3 separate regions of the Pan troglodytes genome follow, and regions 1 and 3 are each linked to region 2. A link is a contact called in public Hi-C data. All regions are on one chromosome and are shown on one strand. The core of a region is the stretch at or near the end of the contact, and the rest is flanking DNA. Distances in the headings are between cores, read along the strand shown. Region 1 holds the start of PSMG4 (proteasome assembly chaperone 4). Region 2 holds the start of RIPK1 (receptor interacting serine/threonine kinase 1). Region 3 holds the start of SERPINB1 (serpin family B member 1).

Region 1 (2,700 bases), core at 174-2,673, 200 kb before region 2:
TTTATATATATATATATATATATATATATATATATATATATATATATAAATAATTTAAGACAAGGTTATACTGGAGTAGGGTGGGCCCTTAATCCAACATTACTGATGTCCTTATGAGAAAAGAGTCGGGCTCACTGAGGAAGGAGGATCATCACTTGAGGCCAGGAGTTCAAGAACAGCCTGGGCAAAATAGTGAGACCCCCATCTCTACCAAAAAAAAAACAATTAGCCAGGTATGGTGGCACATGTCTGTAGTCCTAGCTACTCGGGAGGCTGAGGAAGGAGGATCACTTAAGCCCAGGAGTTTGAGGTGACAGTGAGCTATAATAATGACACTGTACCCCAGCCTGGGTGACAGTAAGAGACCTTGTCTACAGATCTTTGAGAATAAACTCTGTTGTTTTAAGCCACGCGGTCTGTGGCACTTTCTTACAGCAGCCTCAGGAAACCAGGGGAAACCAGGCGGCGACGCGCAAAGCCGGAAAGGCGGGAGAGGAGGGGAAATGATAATGTCCCAGGCTTGGCCCAGCGCGGCAGGGTGAAGGTGAGGGCGGCTTGGGTTTTGTCTGCTTTGACTGGCGGCAGTGCCTAGGGACTCAGCACGTGGAGTGTGAAGAAAGAGGAATCAAAGACAACTGCGAGGCTCTGAACGCACAGCCAGGAAGATGGAGCTGCCATCACAGCGCCAGTCAGGCGGAGGAGGGAGCAGGTTGGGAGAAGAGAGCCTGATGTGTGCCTAGTGCGAAATGCCTGAGACATCCAGTGGAGACGCAGGAGTCCCCAAAAAATTATCAGTGTGCTCAAAATCCAGATGGCAGGAGAGCTACGAGGTAGACGCGTCCCCCAGCGCGCGTGTGGCGAGGACAGACCCAAGACATTCTGACCTACAAAGACCAGTGCGGGACGCAGCTGCGGGGCGGCGGGACAAGGAGAGGGGCTCGGGGCCCGCGCGCAGCTCCCGAGGTGGTGCAGGCCCTGGCGCCCGCGGGCTTCCTAAGACATCCCACGGGTGGGCTTCGGGGGAGTAGGGCGCCCTGTAGACCCAAGAGAAGCCTGGGGGGCTGCAGCTCGCGCAGGCCCGGCGCCCCCACGCCCCCGCCCCGCCGCCCGCCCCCTCGGCCGCCAGGCACTCACGTAGCGGCTGCACATGGCCACGGCGAGGTTGCGCAGGTGCGGCGTGGCCCCCACCCACAGGAACAGCGAGTCCGTCAGCCGCATGACGTGGAAGTGGACCAGCTGCTCCCACAGCCTCGCGCTGAAGTTGTGCAGGGAGACGTCCCCGCCGGCGGCGACAACCAGCCCCTCCATGCCGCCCCACGGCTCCCGGCCCACAGCGCCAGACCCGGGTCCTCGCCGCTGCCAGCCCCGCCAGACCCGATGGAGCGAGCACCGAGAGACCGAGCGCGCTTTCGCTTTCGGCCCCGAAAAGGCGGGGGTGAGGGGCGTGGTCGGGGAGGGGCGATCCCGGGCTTGGGTTGGGGGCGTGGTCGAGGCGGGGCGGCTGCCGGCCCTGGGTGGAGTAGGCGTCCCTGGTTGTCTTGCTGGCCTCTCCCGCACACCAGTACCTCTCTGGACGGGCTGGGGAAACCCACTTTAGTAGCAGAGTGCGACAGTGACCTCTAGGAGCCCACGGGCGCCCAGCAGAACTCGCCCTCGCTTTGTTTCCCCCCACCCCCTAACTGTTACTGACGCGGGGCATTCAAGGGCTGAAGCCAGCCGCACCGTCCTCCCAGGCCGTGACACTTCGCCCTACAGACATTAAGTTAATTAAAAATTTAAAAAGACTAATTTTTAATTAGTTCTTTAAGCACTCTGAGAACGGCCACCTCCCGTCCCACCTCCTCCTCCTAGCAGCCCTTTAACTCCAAGGAGGCTTCGACGGTACCCAGCCCTAATTAAGAATGGCAATGGTATTGGGGGAAAGCCTTTAGAAAGGAAAATTGTGTCAACTAAGTTGGCAGGAGGATGGGCAGGCACCCTTTTGGACGCCGAGTCCCGAGCTGCAGTCATGTACATGGCCCCGGGCTACCCCCTTAACCTCTCTGAGACTCAGTTTCCTCATCTGCAAAATGCAAATAAGAACAGGTGCCTTTCCGAGACGTGGAAAGGATCTCAAGAGAGATTAATGGGAAGCACCAACAATCATCCCATTGTCATACCTATGGAGAGACCCCTTGAACACTTCAGGACGTTACAGAGTTGAAAAGAGGAAGCCTTCGATGGGTTAAGAGAGAAGGTGGTAAAAGAAAACAGCCCATTTTGTCAGATTCTGTTACAACTGACTAATTTAGAGATTTAACTTGAAACTATAAAAGGTCTGCTTTTAAAATCCCTAATAGATCTAAGTTGACTAAATTGAAATTTAAGAGGGCATTTTCCATAGTTCTATTTGCTAATTATCGATGATTCAATAATACAGTTAATTTTCAGGTCAATATTTTAACAGCTTTATTAAAATGTGATTAACATACAATAACTGCACGTATATAGTGTACAAATTGAAGTCTTGACACGTTATAGCCAGTGAAATCATCATCACAATCCACAAAGTGAACGCGTCCAGTACTCCCTCCTGCCCTCAGTAATGACTCCTGCCCCCAACCACTGATCTGCTTCCGGCCACACAGATTAGTCTGCATTTTCCAGAGTTTTGTATCAGTGGAATCACACAGTATGTACTGTTTTTTGTCCAGCTTCTTT
Region 2 (2,700 bases), core at 195-2,694:
CGCCCAGGCTGGAGTGCTGGGGTACAGTGGCGCGATCTCAGCTCACTGCAAGCTCCGCCTCCCGGGTTCACGCCATTCTCCTGCCTCAGCCTCCTGAGTAGCTGGAACTACAGGCGCCCGCCACTACGCCCGGCTAATTTTTTGTATTCTTTTTTTTTTTTTTTTTTTTTTTTTTTTTTTTTTTTTTAGTAGAGACGGGGTTTCATCATGTTAGCCAGGATGGTCTCCATCTCCTGACCTCGTGATCCGCCCGCCTCGGCCTCCCAGAGTGCTGGGATTACAGGCGTGAGCCACCGCGCCCGACCAGAAAGCGGTGTCTTAATCCTCTTGTCCTTCCTCCTAAATCTCCTGGGGCCCTTAGGATCCGCTCAAAGCCACCTCGTTAAAACGGTTTCTTCTCCACCTGCCCCTCCCTTGATCCAGCCTCACTGAGGTCACAGCCTCCACCTCTGGCCATCCTGAACCCCTCCCAAAGTCACCTCTTCGCAAACTCCTGGTCCCCCTTAGAAGGCCCCACGTCCATCACGGGATTAATTCCACTCACCCTCAAACACCGCGGCCCGGAGGCTCTGATTCCCACCCTAGAGGAGGTTCTCTTGACCCCGCCGGCGCGACCCTCCCCAGCACGACCCTTCCTCCCGAAGGTGATTCGTCATCTTGCTGGCGGGCCCCACAGACCGCAGGCTCTGCAGGCGAGGGCTGAGCCTGGCTCCGCGGATTCTCAGTCCCTGGAGGAGTGCTCCGGGGAAGGAAGGGCCCCATCCGTTTCGCTGAGTTACTGAAAGAATTAGAATGGGTAAGAGTGCTCGGATTTGGAACTGGAGACTAGTGACTTTGAAAGACAGAGAAGAACCAGGACAGACGTCATCCTGCGGATCCCAGAGCAGAGAGGAGCAGTGAGAACACAGGGCCGGCAGGTGGGGAGGAGGCCGCAGGGGAGGGCTTCGGCCAGGGAAGGGCAGCGAGGAGGCGCCGGGGAGGGCGGCGTCCGCGCTGGCTGGGAGCTGCGGAGGCGGAAACCGGCTGCGCGCTGCAGGGGACCCGCCAGAGACCGTTGCTGACCCCGCCGAGACACCACCGCCTCCCCGGGGCTCTTGGCTGAGCGACCTCTCCTGTCTTCAGGTCCCATCTTTCGGTGGCAGCCGGTGGACCTGAAGCTCGCCACTCCCGTCCCCTACCCCGGCCGTGCGCGGGGACGCCCTCACCTGCCACCTTGTCTCCGTGTCGCGCTCCGAGCCTGGACGCCGATCCCCGAGGCGCAGGACCCGGCCGTGCTGCTGCCCTCGCCGCGGACTCCCACTCGGCCCCGGCGGGCACCGCCTTTTATATAGTAGCTTGTGGCGCCACGGAGCTTTTCCCACACTTGACGAGCAGTCTAACTGGGGCTCCGCCTGCCGGGACTAGCCGGGGAGGCGCGCGCGTTCGCGCGGCGGCGGAGGGCAGGGCTAGGCGCAGAGGCAGATCGGTCTACCCCCAGTCCGCCCCGCCCAGGGCGATGTCCGCGAATGCTCCCGCCAGCCTGAGGCTAGCCAGGTTCCCAAGGCGCGCGCTCGGCCTCACCCACCCCCAGCGCCAGGGCCTCTTCAGGACCGGGTTCAGAACCTGACATCCCAGAGAAGTAGGTTGGAAGCCTGCGGCGTCCAGGGCCTCCGCGCGAAGAAACAAGCCGTCTGCGGGAAAGGAGACAGAGCCTGGAACCCTGGGCTTTTCTACGTAAGGAAGCGAAGGTCGGGTGACAGCCAAGCTCCATGTTCCAATGGGAAGGCCCCATGGGTCTGTGTTCCACGCCTCTTGTCATGAATATGGGGGATTCACTTAGAACCAAAGCATTTGTTCCAGGTCCCACCACTAACTAGTACTAGTCCTGGGCCCAGAACCAGGCGTCCTCACTCCTAGTACCCAAGCCCTTCTCTAGCCACAGGTGTTTGGGCTGCGGTGTGGTGTAAGCAGCCCCATTTTCCCGCAAAGTGATGGGAAGAGACACTGAGTCACACGGGCTCAGGACACTCCTTGTGTCCTCTATCAGGGGGTCCAGAGGCAGGGACTCGGGGGAGTTGATGCGGCAGTTCGTGATGTCATCAGATATCCCCCCATCCCCTTCCATCTCAGGCTGGACTCAATTGGAAGCATTTCATGTTGGCACGGTGACGTCCAGAGGAAGGGAACAGACAAATGGCTCTCTCTGGAGCACGGAGCGTCGCCCAGAAGCCGTGCCCTCCTGTTTCAAATTGACCAGAATTAGAGCTTTCTCCTGAGGGCCTGAATTAGGGAGAAGCAAGCCAGGTGCCTAAGGCACAAAATTTCAGGAGGGCCACACGCATAGGTGCCAACCCTGCATTTGCGCGGCCCTGAGAATCAGAGCCTCCTTCAATTTGACACCCTAGGTGCCTAGCTTGTTCTTATTAAGGTTGGGTACGGTGGCTCACGCCTGTAATCCCAGCATTTTGGAAGGCCGAGGCAGGCAGATCACGAGGTCAGGAGCTCCAGACTAGCCTGGCCAACATGGTGAAACCTCGTCTCTACTAAAAATACAAAAATTAGCCCGGCGTGGTGGTGCACGCCTGTAGACCCGGCTACTCAGGAGGCTGAGGCAGGAGAATCGCTTGAACCTGGAGGCGAAAGTTGCCATGAGCCGAGATTGCACCACTGCACTCCATCCTGAGCGACAGGCGAGACTCCGTCTCAAAAAAATAAAAATAA
Region 3 (2,700 bases), core at 123-2,622, 230 kb after region 2:
GCTGCCTCAAGTCTCTGCCCCCCCACCCCCCACATTCTGGTGCAGCACTCTTTGGCCACCATCCCAGGTGTGGCTTATGCAGGCCCTTGTCAGGCCACCCTTCCTGTAAGCCTTGGCAGAGTCCACGTGATGCTAACTCTGCAGGTGCACAGAGTGCACGAACTGTGGAGACACAGCCACCTCCACCTAGATTTTGAAGGATGTGTTGGGGACCCTGGGGGCCCAGTCTGAGAATTGTCACTGAGGTGAGGCTGCTGCAGAAAACCCTCACTAGGGCAATGTTTAGTCGAGCAGTGGGATTGGGGCCACTGCAGAGAGCCCCAACTAGAGTAATATCTAGTGGAGCTGTGGGAACAGGGCTGTCCCTGAGAACCCAGAACTGTCCAGCCACCAGCATGCAAGTCTATCCTGGGAGAGCCTAGACCTCAACCTGTGAGAGCTGCTGCATGTGTTGCACCTGGCAAATCCATGGGAGTGGATCCCCTGGACCCTAGGGGACCCAGTCCCCACCCCCATGTGCTCGGAATGGGGGACACAGCATCAAAGAAGATTATTCTGAAGCCCCAAGATTTAATGCTGTTTGCCTTGTTGGGTTTGGACTTACTTGGGACCAGATACTCCTTTCTTCTTGCCTGCTTCTCCCTTTGGGAATGGGAATGTACGTCCTATGCCTGTCTCACCACTGTATTTTGAAGGCCTGTAACCTATTTGATTTCACGGGCTCATAGCTGGAGGGGAATTTCACTTAGGATGAATTGTACTTTGAATCTTATGCCTTTCTAATTTAGAAGATATTTAGGTGACACTTTGGACTTACATTTTAAAGTTGATACTGGAACTTTGGAGGCCACTGGGATACAATGCATGCATTTTGCATGTGAGAGGGGTATGAATTTGGAGGGCCGGGGCAGAATGCTATGCTTTGAATGTCTGTGTTCCCTGCAAAATTCATGCTGAAACAATCCTCAATGCAATACTAACAGGTGGTGCCTTTAGGAGGTGATTGGATTATGAGGGCACCTTCCTCATGAATGGGATTGGCCCCTTATACGAGAGACTTCACATGAGATTTGGCCCCTTTTGCCCTTCCACTTTCCACCATTGAGGACGCAGCAGCAAGCTGTCATCTTGGAAACACAGAGCAGGTGTTTGGAACTGGTTCTGTTTCATCTGATTCTGGGGGGCCCCTCTTTTTCCCTGTGCAAGATCCCCAAATTTGCTTCCTTCTCTCAAAGAAAGCTCCCAATATAGATGGGACTCAAAGGGAGTCATTTGCCCTCTAAGAGGTGTCACAATATGTCGTCTCAGTCATTCACACCTTAGTAAGAAAAAGCTTTTCAGGTCCTTGCCAGAGATTCGGGGAAAGGCTTTGAACTGAGAAAGGCGCCGCTCCCCTGAGGAGGGCGCTGCCCGGAAGCCACGCTCACTTCTGCTTGCACTTAGGCAACCTCGGGAGCTCGGACTCCTACGCAGTCACCGGGAAGGGCCGCCGCCCCGCCCGCGGCTGCTGGCCCGGGTGACACTTCCGCATGCTATAAGAGCAGCGGCCCTTGGTGCCTCCTTCCTGACCTCGCACCCAGCTCGGAGCCCGGAGCGTGCCTCGGCGGCCTATCGGGTAAGGCCGGGCCTCGGAGCGGTGGCGCGGGGGCGGGCTGCGGGGAGAGGCCAGGCTCCCTCGCTCAGCTTCCAGCCCAGCACCCACCACCCCCCAGGCTCAGGCCCATCAGACCCGCAGCTCCCTGCGCTCCGCCTCCCCGCCAGCTTCGCGCCCCCATCCCTTCCGGGCGCCCCGTCTGAGACAGAAGACCTCTGATCCCCCGCCCCCGCCTGGGTACAGGCCGGGCCAGCCTGCGAGGGAGGGAGGGAGGGAGGGAGGGAGGAAGGACGACAGATGCAGGCGGAAGGCAAGACTGAAACCTGAGATCAGAATGTTGTCCCTTCTCCCTGAATTCCCTTCCCCCCAGAGCTGTTTGTGACAGTTTCCAGGCAGCCCAGGGCCAAGCCGCGGCTCCTATCTGCAGCTGCAGGGAGAGAGAGGAGGAACCCCGTGCGATTCTAGAGACGATTTCACGACAAGGAGAAATCAGCTCTGTGCTTACATGCCGAGCAGCCAGCACAGTTCTTCTTTGCCTGTCCTCGGGGGAAATCAGGGCTCTGAGAGTGGAGATCGAGATGGGCTAGTGGGTGGCGGATGGGACGCTGCACCGCCAGACCCTGGACTGTGGTGGGTTTCCAAACTGGCACATCCTACACCGGCTCTGAGACTGTGGGCACTGGACCTCATACCTTTTGAACCTCAAAAATAAGGAAGAATTATATTATTATAATAATTACAGTGATACCTTTGCTGGAGTTTTAATGCATAGTAGGTAGCTGAGTCTCTGATAGAAGGCTCTTAGTTCAGGTGAAGGTAGGCAATGGATTCATTGCCCAATGAATCAGAGACTTGAATCAAAGGCTCAGAAGCACGTGCGCTCCCACACATAGGTTGGGAGGACCCAGGGCTGGGTGGATCCTCCCACCCCGCTAAAGCTGGGGTGGCTGGGGCCTGCCTGACCCCCACCCCACCCCCAGACTCACCTGTCTGCAAGGTCAGAGCCCTTTAGGGCACCCTGGGTGCCCTAAAATCCCCTGTAACTGCGGAGTCCTTGGCCAGAATAGTTCCACATTTGTGGGCCTGGGAAAGTGTTCTTGCCCTGC

What was found. A called contact is a pair of places that touch in the nucleus more often than the background predicts.
Region 1: a Hi-C map of stem cell-derived neural progenitor cells shows a contact between it and region 2, with 2.2 times the contacts expected there. The contact joins the promoter of PSMG4 here to the promoter of RIPK1 in region 2. A contact is called at or near these places in 1 of 7 Hi-C or Micro-C datasets (stem cell-derived neural progenitor cells) and 1 of 1 datasets of contacts at active chromatin or transcription factors (stem cell-derived excitatory neurons).
Region 3: a Hi-C map of induced pluripotent stem cells shows a contact between it and region 2, with 2.3 times the contacts expected there. The contact joins the promoter of SERPINB1 here to the promoter of RIPK1 in region 2. A contact is called at or near these places in 2 of 7 Hi-C or Micro-C datasets (induced pluripotent stem cells and stem cell-derived neural progenitor cells) and 1 of 1 datasets of contacts at active chromatin or transcription factors (stem cell-derived excitatory neurons).

What each region holds. Positions count from the first base shown.
Region 1 is chr5:9,210,869-9,213,568 of NHGRI_mPanTro3-v2.0_pri, reverse strand. PSMG4 (proteasome assembly chaperone 4) reads right to left here and starts at 1,423. Exons shown (of 4, transcript XM_518211.8): 1 at 1,135-1,423. The coding sequence starts at 1,308.
Region 2 is chr5:9,014,109-9,016,808 of NHGRI_mPanTro3-v2.0_pri, reverse strand. It overlaps RIPK1 (receptor interacting serine/threonine kinase 1), which reads right to left and starts at 1,444. Exons shown (of 11, transcript XM_016954825.4): 1 at 1,206-1,444.
Region 3 is chr5:8,786,651-8,789,350 of NHGRI_mPanTro3-v2.0_pri, reverse strand. SERPINB1 (serpin family B member 1) reads left to right here and starts at 1,372. Exons shown (of 7, transcript XM_003311015.7): 1 at 1,372-1,615.